3 separate regions of the Mus musculus genome follow, and all the other regions are linked to region 3. A link is a contact called in public promoter capture Hi-C data. All regions are on one chromosome and are shown on one strand. The core of a region is the stretch at or near the end of the contact, and the rest is flanking DNA. Distances in the headings are between cores, read along the strand shown.

What was found. Promoter capture Hi-C pulls out the DNA fragments that hold promoters and counts their contacts.
Region 1: a contact with region 3 is called in a promoter capture Hi-C map of liver, with 4 times the contacts expected there. The contact joins the promoter of Rps4x here to the promoter of Yipf6 in region 3. A contact is called at or near these places in 3 of 39 promoter capture datasets (erythroid cells, liver and pre-B cells).
Region 2: a promoter capture Hi-C map of pre-B cells shows a contact between it and region 3. The contact joins the promoter of Amer1 here to the promoter of Yipf6 in region 3. A contact is called at or near these places in 1 of 39 promoter capture datasets (pre-B cells) and 1 of 484 Hi-C or Micro-C datasets (CD4 T cells).

Annotation. Positions count from the first base shown.
Region 1 is chrX:102,187,445-102,190,913 of GRCm38.p6, forward strand. Rps4x (ribosomal protein S4, X-linked) reads right to left here and starts at 1,947. Exons shown (of 7, transcript NM_009094.2): 1 at 1,854-1,947; 2 at 850-927; 3 at 378-558; 4 at 1-8. The coding sequence starts at 1,856.
Region 2 is chrX:95,442,390-95,446,298 of GRCm38.p6, forward strand. Amer1 (APC membrane recruitment 1) reads right to left here and starts at 2,451. Exons shown (of 2, transcript NM_175179.4): 1 at 2,269-2,451.
Region 3 is chrX:98,935,286-98,939,129 of GRCm38.p6, forward strand. Yipf6 (Yip1 domain family, member 6) reads left to right here and starts at 2,496. Exons shown (of 7, transcript NM_207633.2): 1 at 2,496-3,003. The coding sequence starts at 2,947.

The DNA.
Region 1 (3,469 bases), core at 697-3,196, 3.3 Mb after region 3:
GATGACATCTGATATCAAAGAATAAGGTTACCACAGCAACCCTCACTACACTCCTAACTGAGCTGGGGGATGTGTGTGTGTGAGCCCATTTTATCAAGACTCCACATAAACTTTAAATGGGAATTTGGGTTTCAGAAGCTATCCCCACAATATTTAAGTAACAGCCCAACAGAGATTCTGATCCAGTAGGTCTGTATGGGAGAGTAGCAAGAAATTCAAAATTTAAAAAGGAATAAAAGCCCAGTAGCCAAACCTCTCCATATTACCGTGCCAGGGTAGGGGTGAAGACGAAGACCAGGAAAGCCTGGCACTTTCCCAGTCACCTGCCACTATTGGGAGTTAAGGGCCTGTGGCCACTACCGATCCTGATTACTCACCCATAAACCCAGCAGGGTAGGTTATATCGGTCCTGACTTTCCCATCAATCTTAATGAATCGCTGCATGCAAATCTTTTTTACTTCATCTCCAGTCAGGGCATACTTAAGTCTGTTCCTTAGGAAAATGATGAGAGGCAGGCATTCCCTCAGCTTGTGAGGACCAGTGGATGGACGAGGAGCCTGGAAAGTTTTAGGAAAATTACTACACCAAAACTTGGGTTATTTTACATGGGGGGGGGGTCGCTAGAAGATTCCTCAACATTTTCTCCTCCAAAGAATGAGGCCTGCTACTTTGAGACCTGAGTCTATGTATCCACCATCAGTGTACTATGGAATACATGGAGTAGATGAAACAGATGTATCAAAATTGAGGTAGGACACAGGTCTTTAAGACAGCCAAAGATTCTCTACATTCAACTCCACAAATATGCTTGTTAAAGGTATGTCTACCTTTCACACCACAATACTTACAAACACGCCAGTCAACTTATCCAGCATCCAATGTTTTGGAGCAGCTACACGCTTCAGGTGTTTCTTGGGACCACGAGCCTGGAAGAAGTTTTCAAAGTAACGTTGTTACATTGTTTCAGGTCTTTCCAGCAAAGCCTACGGCGTAAATCCTTCAATGAACTGACTTTCGAACTTTCCCAATTAACAAAATGTGGGCAATATTGAAAGCGCCGGGTCCCAGTAAAACGTAGAAAAGACAGATAAGCATCAATAGGCCAAACCCAGTATTCGCACCTTAGCGATTCCCATTTTTTACAGTTATGCCAGATGTCTCCATTATGCCTGCTCACAAAAATTAGCCTTTCATAGCACACTTGCGAATTACCCAGTGATTCAACCCTAGACGCACAGGCAGATAGGGACAGAAAATGGCCCAGGACCGTATCTCAATTGTCAATCGAAAAGTATAGTATTAGAACACAGCCATCTGGATCGAAGGTTTCTGGTACAAAGATAAACTCTAACTCCGGCACTGGCACTACCACGTGTACTGCTCCTTTGTATACTAAAGAGTCGAAGTTTCACATTCGAAAGCGGAAGGAAGCTTTTTGTAATGCTTCGTACACTTACCAGCTACACAACATATAAAGTAAGTCCGTGCCAAAAGATAGACAAATGCACAAGTAAGAGCTAATCCTTCAAGCAGACCCTGCGCCCACATGCCCAAAGCTTCAATCTGCACTCCCGGGCCCTCGAAGTTCTTCCCCAAGTGGAAAAGCATTTCTCCCTGGGCAAGGGGATGTGTGATTAAGCCCAAGGCCTTGCTTGCCCTCTGCGGCAGACTTCCCATCCTAGCTCAGACCAGTATTCTCCCTTGCCGCCAAGCCCATCTCTGCCAGCCTGCAGCAGAGCTGCTTTCGCCTCCACCCTGTAGTCGACCGCGGGAGCCCTGATAACCCGGGCAGCATCGGTCAGGGAGGATGGAAGCCGATGCAACCCAAGAGCTCGCTGTACCCCTGCCTTACCATGGCTGCGCTAGGAACGGAAAGAGACTCGCCTTCTTCCGGCGAACGAAGAAATTAGGGTCGGAGGCTGCGCGCGCGCTGGAGCCTGGGTTGCTCCGCCCAGCCTCAGACTTTCCCAGCGGGCGGGGACTCTCTCTTGCCATCTGCTGGTGGGAGGTCAGAGGTCCCAGGCTGGGAAACTGAGGCTGAGAGAATCTCCCAAAAACTGTTTTTCCTCAGTCCTTTCTCTTCTTTGTGCCGAGTGATGAGTGCTGGGGATACCCAGACCAATCGCACCAGATAACTGCCCGCAAGGAGAGTTCTGTTAGATGGCTGAGTGATAAAAAGATACATTTTAATACTCGATACTTTTCTTATACAAAGTTTCTCTAATCTTCCAGAGTTACCAGTCCAATCAGCCAGCCCCATGCTAAGCGAAAGGTTTGGCCAACGGCATGTTTCTCTTTGCTTTTGTAAAGATTGCTGAGGCACTGAGCCATCCAGGGTGAGATGGTAGGCTCTCTGCTTGAACCTGGCATCCTGCGCATCCACTCCTGTAGAACACATTTGACATTTATTGTACTGTAAGTGGAAGAGAGGGAACATTAGAGAGTATCTGGTTTTGCCTAGCCAGTATGTAGACCTAGCTGTTCTACTTTTGAAGCTGCTGTGTTAGAGTGGTGGCACTGGCTGCCCTTCATTCACCATTTTCTGCTCTCTTAGTTATCTGTGGCCTCCCACAGGTCGATGAAGTCTGCCCATCATAAACCCAAAGATCCAGTCCCTTCAAACTATTATGAAAGGGGTATTTTTCAGCCTCACCTTTCCTCTTTCTCCTGTCCCTCCCCTCTCTCTCATATGTGTGTGTGCAGTTGTTATCATTTATTTGTTATCATTAGTGGCTGCTAGGGAATGAGTCACTTTTTCATATATATATATATATATATGCAAATGAAATATACATTTTGGGGGGGGGGTTCGAGACAGGATTTCTCTGTGCAGCGTTGGCTGTCCTGGAACTCACTCTGTATACCAGGCTGGCCTCAAACTGAAATATACATCTTGAGACAGAGCCTCATTATGTAAGCCAGGGTAGTCTCAGACTCATCATTTTTCTGCTGAGAGTTGAGTTACAGGCATGCACCCCCACAGTCTATATAGTACAAGCAAGCAGACTATATCTTTATTTTTAACTTTTGAGACAGGCTCTTCTAGACAGGCTAGGCTGACCTGCAGCTTGAGAGAGGTCATCTGCCTCATCTTCCCAAGTGCTGGGTGATACGTTACTTCGCCACTGTAGGTGAAATGAGACAAATCAAGCAGAATTAGATTATATTAAATGCAGGTTTATTGGAAAGGTGCTCTCGGGCAAGTTCACTGGCCCCAAGGACTGAGGCTAGGGGAGTCACAATGGGAAGGAAGAGATGGGGGGAGGGGGAAGAGAGGGGAGAGGGAAGAAAGAGGGGAGGAGAGAGAGGGGGAGGGGAAAACAGAGGGCAGGGGAAACAGAGGGGGAGGGGGAAGAGACAGGAGAGTGGGAAGAGGGAAGGGAAAAGAGAGGGGGAGAGGAGGAAGAGAGGAGAGAGAGGGAGGGAGGGGGAGAGAGAGAGGAGAGAGGGGAGAGAGAGAGAGGAAAA
Region 2 (3,909 bases), core at 1,201-3,700, 3.5 Mb before region 3:
CTTTCTCTACCAAACTCCTGTACTTCCCAGCTGCTTTCTAAATGCAGAGAGAGAGATCTCTCCATGGCACTTTGCCTGTAGGCTCATGAATCAGCAACCAAAAGTATGCAGAGCTCCAGGGTTTGAGCAGTCCAGACCCTGATAATAGAGGGAACTAATTATGACTTTCTTTTTGAATGTAGTAGCAACCCAATCCCTCTTTCCACCCACACTAGGTATATTATATCCATATCTGAGCCTTAGGCACGTTTACTTTATGTTTCATGGATTAAGGCAAACACAAGTTGGGAGGATAAAGGTCTTTTCTAAAGTTCTACAAAGACAGAAAGTCCTTCTGGAACATTCACTCATTAATTGCTTTATAAATCTAGGATCCTAGAGGGTTGTAGCTGAGGCCTAGGCTTTATTTACCCCTATGAGGGTTCTGAGAGAACCTAAATACCTATATAAGGGAAACAAAGCAGAGTCAGTGAAACTTAACTGTACAGGAGTTCCAAGAGGTCTGCTCATCTAGAAGCAGCCTGAAATGCCCCAAAGAGAAAGTTGGTTGAGAACTGAGGCCTGAAAGGGAGGGACTTGGACAAGTGTAGGATGAGAGTGTTTGAGTGTGGGAAAGGTGCTGGACTGAAGTCAAAGCAGGGCAGAGTCAGATGCTGGAAATAAAAGACCAGCTGCAAAGATGTGTTGAGGTCTGGTCAATTAGGTAGGGGTGAAAATAATGTGGTATCCCCAATCCTAGCTTGGGTGTATGTGTGTGTGTCTATATAGCTATATCTATAGATAGATAGATAGATAGATAGATAGATAGATAGATAGATAGATATCCCATGTTAACGTTACAAAGTAAGAGATTTATTTACTGGGTCTCAATGCCCCACTATAAAGCTGTCCAGCCTGCACAGTCCCTTAGTCAAATCCCCTCTCTTATTCTTCAGGAATGCCTTAATAGTCCAGAGTGGTGCACAGAGTAGGGCACTCGAAGGAATGGGCTTTGTTGGAATCTCCAATGGTAGGACAGAAAGTCCAACAATGCAGTGCCCGGAGACCAGTCCATACCAGTGTTGCTGAGGCAGGCCAGCCAGAGACGCAGAAGACATATGCGAACAGGGCTGTCTACACTTCTCTCAAGGCGAGTCCAGCGACAGGGAGGATGGTCCTGCTGTATTAGTCCCGCTGCCGCCTTTGCCTCCCATGGCTCATCTGGCAAGCTTAGCCCCTCAAAGGGGAGCTCAGGAGAAATCACGCCTTTGGGCGGTCACCAGTGTCAGAGGTGTCTGCAGCAGACAATGACAGCAGTCTGGCAGGCTGGGTATTTTAAGTAACTGAGAAGTTGTAGGATTTGTCTGCCTTATATATACTGTGTGTTCTTTACTACAACGACGGCCCCCTCCGCCTCTAGCAGGGAAATCCCCCCACAATATTGTGCCTATTGCTATTTTAAACCAAAGGCTGGAGAGAAAAAGAAAAAAAAACGCGCCCTATGCCCTACAAGGGAAAAGAGGCGCGTAGGGGGTGGGGGCGGCAACAAAGCGGCCTTGCAGCTCTAACCCAAGGGCCAGTAAGAGCTCCTGGTCCAGCCCGCCTGCAATGGGGGTGGGAGCCAAACGACAGACTGGAGGCCCAGGAGGGGGTGCGGCTGGTTGGGACCATAGGACCAAGGTTCCAGGATAAGTGGGAAGTTCAGAAACCCAACTGTGCTCCCTTGAGGAGGAACAGACTGTGGATATCTTAATCCACCCTAAAGCCAGTCTCAGTCTGGCCATAAGCGAGCGCGCCAGCTTCCTCTGCAGAGGAGAGACATAGGAGATGCACCGCAGAGGGGAGGGGCCACAGCAAGGCCTCGCGGGTGAGCAGCACCGGCCTAACAGCTGTTCCAGAAAATATACTACAAACAAAGATAAGGAGTTCCCGGCCTGCAAATGCGTTCTCCGGGTGCTGGCTAGCGGCGCCCTTCCCGGAACCACGCAACAGCACGTGTGGGCCCATCCCAGCCTCCCATTACAACCTAGAGGCGTAGCCCAGGATAGTCCGCCCGCCTTCCGGCCCTCCCACCCCACCCCCCAGCCACGGTCGCCCGGACCCTAAAGACTAACGGCCGCTGGGCCCTTCGCTGGACAGTACGCAAAGCGAGTTCAAAGAAAGACCAGCAAGAGGCTGGGACTCCGATCAGCCAGGCTCTGGAAACCCTAGTCCAGGAGACCAGAGCGGAGCACGCGGGGATGCACTAGACCTTCAGCAGGATGGCTCTTAGCTGTGTGCAATGCTTACCCTGCCAGGTCCAGCTCCCAGCGCTGTTTATTGTCTGCTGCGCTGCTCCGATTTGAGCTGGAGCCTCTGCTGAGAACGCCACCACTGCTCCTGCCGCAGCCTTCACCGGGACTACAGCAGTCTTCTGCGCCGACTACCCTTCTCCAGGCTCTGGGCAGCTCCCCCATACCCCCTTCACCCCGGACTCCACAGTTATAGGGTGGGACGTCCGTGATATGATTGGCAGGCATACAGTCCAATCATGACGGCTGGAAGGCATGCCCTCGCCCGCCCACTGTTTTCCTTGGTGCTTCTCTCTTTAAATGCAAATAAATCGGGCGTGGTATTGGCAGGGGGGCGGAGAGGTTGTCGAACCCCTTGCAGGGACTCCCTACTTCCGCTCCCACGCGGGGCGGGTTTCAGCGTGGCTACACACCCTACTCCCGGAGCTAGTCCCGCCCAAATGGGACTTGCCAGACTCTTGGAACTCGGTTTCGATTTTGCATACATTCCTCATTCCTTAACTTGGTGCTTTTGCGCTACTGCTCCCAGGTTGCTACCAAAGAGTTTCTCCACTCAGTTCGAGACTAGCTGTGAGAAGTGGGGGAGAAAAGGAAGGAGCCAGAGATTGTGGGGCCTGCAGAAACCTTTAGCACCATGGTTGGCTAATTATTAAGAGTGGCAGCAGGGCCAGGTGGCTGGTCTTCCCAGAGAGGAAATCACCTGTCAGGAAAGTGACCTGCCTCTTGGTCCTCCCACCCCCACACCACCTGGCTCCTTAGCCCTGCACTTTCCTTGCTTGCCCCAGGCTCTTAGGGAAGGCAAGATTGAGGTCAACTACCATCAGTGCTGCCTGGGAAAAGGCACTTCACCTCCGTTACTTAGACTGCCAGTAACTGGGACATATTTGGAATATAGACCTATACTTACCTTTCAGGGTACCTTTCACTTTTCTTCCCTAGGAAAATAACTGTTTTTAGAGTATACTATTTCAATAGTTGGCCTCTCACCTAAATTCCATACCTTCCAACGAACATGGAATGATTCTCAAGATCTCCAGGCGGGCAGTGGTGGCACATGCCTTTAATCCCAGCACTCGGGAGGCAGAGGCATGCGGATTTCTGAGTCTGAGGCTAGTCTGGTCTACAATGTGAGTTCCAGGACAGCCAGGGCTATACAGAGAAACCCTGTCTCCAAAAACAAAAGCAAAATTAAACAAACAAAGATCTCCAGAGCACACTTCATCAATTGTGAGTCTGGTCTGTGCAGATCCCTTTTCTAGATAGGGAAAGAAGTTTTGTGTGAGCCCTAACCAGAGGTCATACTGAGGAACACTGAGGAGGCCTGTCAGACCAGCCTTACAGGCTACTGTGTCTGGAATGTGGCAACGGGCCAGCTGAGCTTAGGCCTCTAACTAGCCTAAAGACATTAAGTGGCATTAGTAACTGCCAGTGCCAGGTGAGCTGGAGCAACAAAGAATCCGGTTGTATAACCAGCTCTGGAATGTACAGAAATCCCAGCTTGAAAACTCCTTCAATGTCTAAAAGGGGAGGGAGAAGTGAATTGAGGGTGAGGATCAGAGAAGGATTAGAAAACAATGGCAGTCCCCACCTCCAACCCCCAATGAATAGTCACCTGTTGCCCTGTTGGATCTTGTCTACC
Region 3 (3,844 bases), core at 1,246-3,745:
ATTTTAAGAGTTTTTATGCCACCCTTGTTTTTCACAACCTTTCTTTTGTCAACTCAAAGCATCACATCCAGCCAGTATCACTTAGTTAACTGAGAACAGGGAACACCAAGAGTTTGAAATAATCCTTAGGTATCCTGAAAATGTCTTGGCTTGTTTTATGGCCTTTCCTTCTCTTAACTCAGCATCAATGACATTTTTAAAGAAAGGTAAAGATGCTAAGAGTTGAGGTTAGAGATGAAAACTGGGTTGCAGGTGGGGGGGGGGGGGAACTAATGTTGGAGGCTGGCAAGAAACTAGAAGTTACCAATGGAAGTAGGAAGGAACTTGAGTGAATGGATAAGTGTGGGAGACATGGGAGAGGGGTAGCAGGAGGAAGGATTAGGATGGAGAGCCTAAGGCTGTCCTTGAAGCAGTTGTATAAGACATTTTTGCTGTTGTTATAATTGGTTTGTAAGAGTCTGTCTGTGTACCCCAGGATGATCCTGCCACCCCTTAGTGATATCATTCCTAGCTGCCCTGGGCTGTCGTGCCTTGCATGCCTCTTGTAATTAAAATGAGTTCATATCAACTAGCCTAAAAGATTTAAGAGGAGGTCTTGCCAAGTAGCCATGACCGGCCTGAACTTTTCTATGTAGACTAGACTGGCTTCAAAGTAGCAACAGTCTTCCTGCCTTTGGGACTCCAAGCAAGCACCACAGCCCTGGCAAAGCCTCAACTCTGTTATCACTTCCACGAGTGTTTGTTTAAGGACTGAAATTTTACTTGGTTTGAAGGAGAATTACTGTACTAATATTTAAGTAAAATAACTAATAGCCATCCCCAGAAGCTTATTCTGGGAAGTCTGGCTTTCCACAGTCCACGTATCTCCTCCTCCCATCTATTCCCTGGGTTCCTTTCTGAATTACCTATCCAAATATATAAAGCAGTGCATTTTACTGCATAGGGAGAATGTTGATGATGCCAACAATGGCTCTCTTGTTTGACCTCACTGGAGCCTTGGGTAAGAGGTGAGTCAGAGCAACCAGGAGTCAGAAACATCTTGATTGTTTGCCAGGATGAGGTAGGGGTGAAAGTTGGTCCCGGCAGGGGTGGTTTTTTTGTTGTTGTTTGTTTGTTTTAACTTTTTCTTTTTTTTCTTTTTCTTTCTTTCTTTTTTTTTTTTTTTTTTTTTTTGGTTACAGTAGCTGACTCCTACCCATTCCCCGCCTACTACCCACCCCAGGAGCCTCTACTGATCAAGGACATTTTCAGTACTTGCCACCAAGTAGCTTAGCAACTTCAAAGTTGTAGTGGTTTTGGGAAGTTAGTGGAGTGAAGCTCTCCCACTTGATAGGAGATGAAAGAGAGAATAATTGTGCAGGACCTGTGGGGAGACAATACAAAGGTTTGAGGATTTGAAGGAGATGGAAGCTGGCTATGAAGCTCAGGGAACTAGTAAGGCAAGGACGGCAGTAGACAAGGGGATCAGGTTCTTCAACTTGAAGTCGGAGGCCTTTTTCTTGGGGACACGAGGAATGGCACTTCAGAGCCACTTCTGGTGAACTGGTTCTGTCAAGCGCTGCTAGTCTCAGCTGCTTTCAGATGGTCCTAGTTGGGCGCGTTTTGGATCCACAGTGCTCCGCTTTGCTCCGCAGTGGCGCTGGTGGTGGGATAGCCTACTCTCAGCTGGGTGCGGTTAGGTTCGGTTGGGATCGACTGGGCGCCATTGGTCTCGGCAGCGCTTGGCTGAACGCCGATGCGTTCGACTTCGTTTGTCTGGGCTCGGCTAGGTGTGGCTCTGTGCCGCAGGCCACCGCTGGCTGCGTTCAGATAGGTTCAGCTGTGCGCTGCTGGGCTCGGCTGCATTCGGCTGTGATCCGACTAGGTTCGGCGGTGCCCGCTGGGCTCGGCTACGTTCGGCTACACTCGGCTGTGATCCGACTAGGTTCGGTGGTGCACGGCTGGGCTCGGCTGCGTTCGGCTTTGCACCGACTAGCTTCGGCTGTTCGCCTCTGGGCTCGGCTGCGTTCGGCTGTGTCAGGCTGTGATCAGACTAGGTTCGGTGGTGAGCGGCTGGGCTCGGCTGCGTTCGGCTGTGAGCCGACTAGGTTCGGTAGTGCGCTGCTGGGCTCGGCTGTGTTCGGCTAGGTTCGGCTGTGCACCTCTGGGTTCTGCTACGTTCGGCTGGAAGCCTCTGGGCTCGATTGTGTTTGGCTGTGCACCGCTGGGTTCGGCTAAGTTCGGCTGTGCATTGCTGGGCTTGGCTGAACGCTACTGGGCTCCGCTAAGTTTAGCAGGAGCCTCTGGGCTCCATTGGGCTCGGCTTCATTCGGCTAGGTTTGGTTGTGTGCCTACTAGGTTCGGCTGGGCGCCTCTGAGCGCCATTGTATTCCGCTGTGCGTTGCCGGGCTCTGCTGTGTCCGGCTAGGTTCGGCTGTGCACCTCTGGGCTCTGCTAGGTTTGGCTGGGAGCCTCTGGACTCGATTGTGTTTGGCTGTGTACCGCTAGGTTCCGCTAAGTTCGGCTAAGTTCAGCTAGGTTCGGCTGAATGCCACTTGGCTCGGCTAAGTTTGGCTGGGGCCTCTGGGCTCGATTGGGTTCGGCTGAGCATCACGGGGCTCGATTGGGTTCAGCTGAGCATCACTGGGCTCCATTGGGTTCGGCTGGGAGTTTGCTGGAGCCTGGGGCACCGCTGGGCGAGCCGGCGCTTCTAGCCTGCACTCTCAGTGGGCGTGGAAGGCGGAGCGCCCCCTAGCGAAACTGCGTCCCCAAACAGTGAGCAAATAGGCTCGCGCTCGAGCCTCGGAGGCTACCGGAGCACCGGAACTCGGCTGGGCGCCGCAGCAGCCAGCCTCAGGCGCCGGCGGTGACGCCGTCTTAACGCGACCGCGCGCTGACCAGCCCCGGTCTCCACGTCTCAGGTTTCGCAGAGACGCATGGGAGGGGAGCAGTTGGAGGTTTATCAAGATGGCGGAAGCGGAGGACTCTCCGGGAGAACAGGAGGCAGCGGCATCCAAGCCCCTGGTGAGTTAAGAGGACAGTGGCAGAAGGGACTGAGGGCGAGGCAGAGCTCCCGGGAAGCGAGTCGGGAAGGCTTCGGGATCAGAGAGCCAGAGCTTCTTGGCTTTGCAGGCCCTTGGCGTCTACAACCAGCTGACACTACACCTGGTCTTTGAGTTAGCTGCATCTCCCTTCCATTCGCTGGCCTTCTGTGCCTTTCTGAGACTCTCCGCTGTCTGTCCACACTCTAGGGGTTCTTTGACAGTGAGTTAAATGCCGAGCTTGGAGTGGTTTCTGAAGTATCCTCTATCGCTGTCATTTATCACGACTTGTCACCAGTCATTGTGAAGTACTACACAAGTAATGAAACTGCTTCTCACAGGACGTTGTCGTTTTATTGGTTGTAACCGGAACCTTTACTTGCCCGGTGGGTGACTCAAAGCAGCTAATTATTATTTGCAGGTGCTTGCTATCCCCTTCATGACACATATGTCACTAAGAGCCACCAATACTGCTTTAAGAACACTGGCTTCACAGTTAACCCCATGTGAGCTAGAGTGCATTCGCACTGAAGCTTTTGTGAGTTTGAGCATTTCGTTTCAGTGAAGGGTGTTTTTGACTCTTAAACTGAAAAGAAGGTACCTGCCTTTAAAATGGCATAACTTCTATGAAGTGCCTAATACAGTCATGAGTGGAGGAGTATAAGGAAGTCGTTGTTACGCCCTGTCGTTCTTCTTCCCAAACAGTATTTGCTTATATACTGTTTGCTCAGTAACTGCTTTCATTTCTTTTGTTTTAAATTGGCAGCGTAACAGAGAACTGAACTGAGAGGCAAGGGAACTTGGTTCAAGTCCCAGCTCTTCTG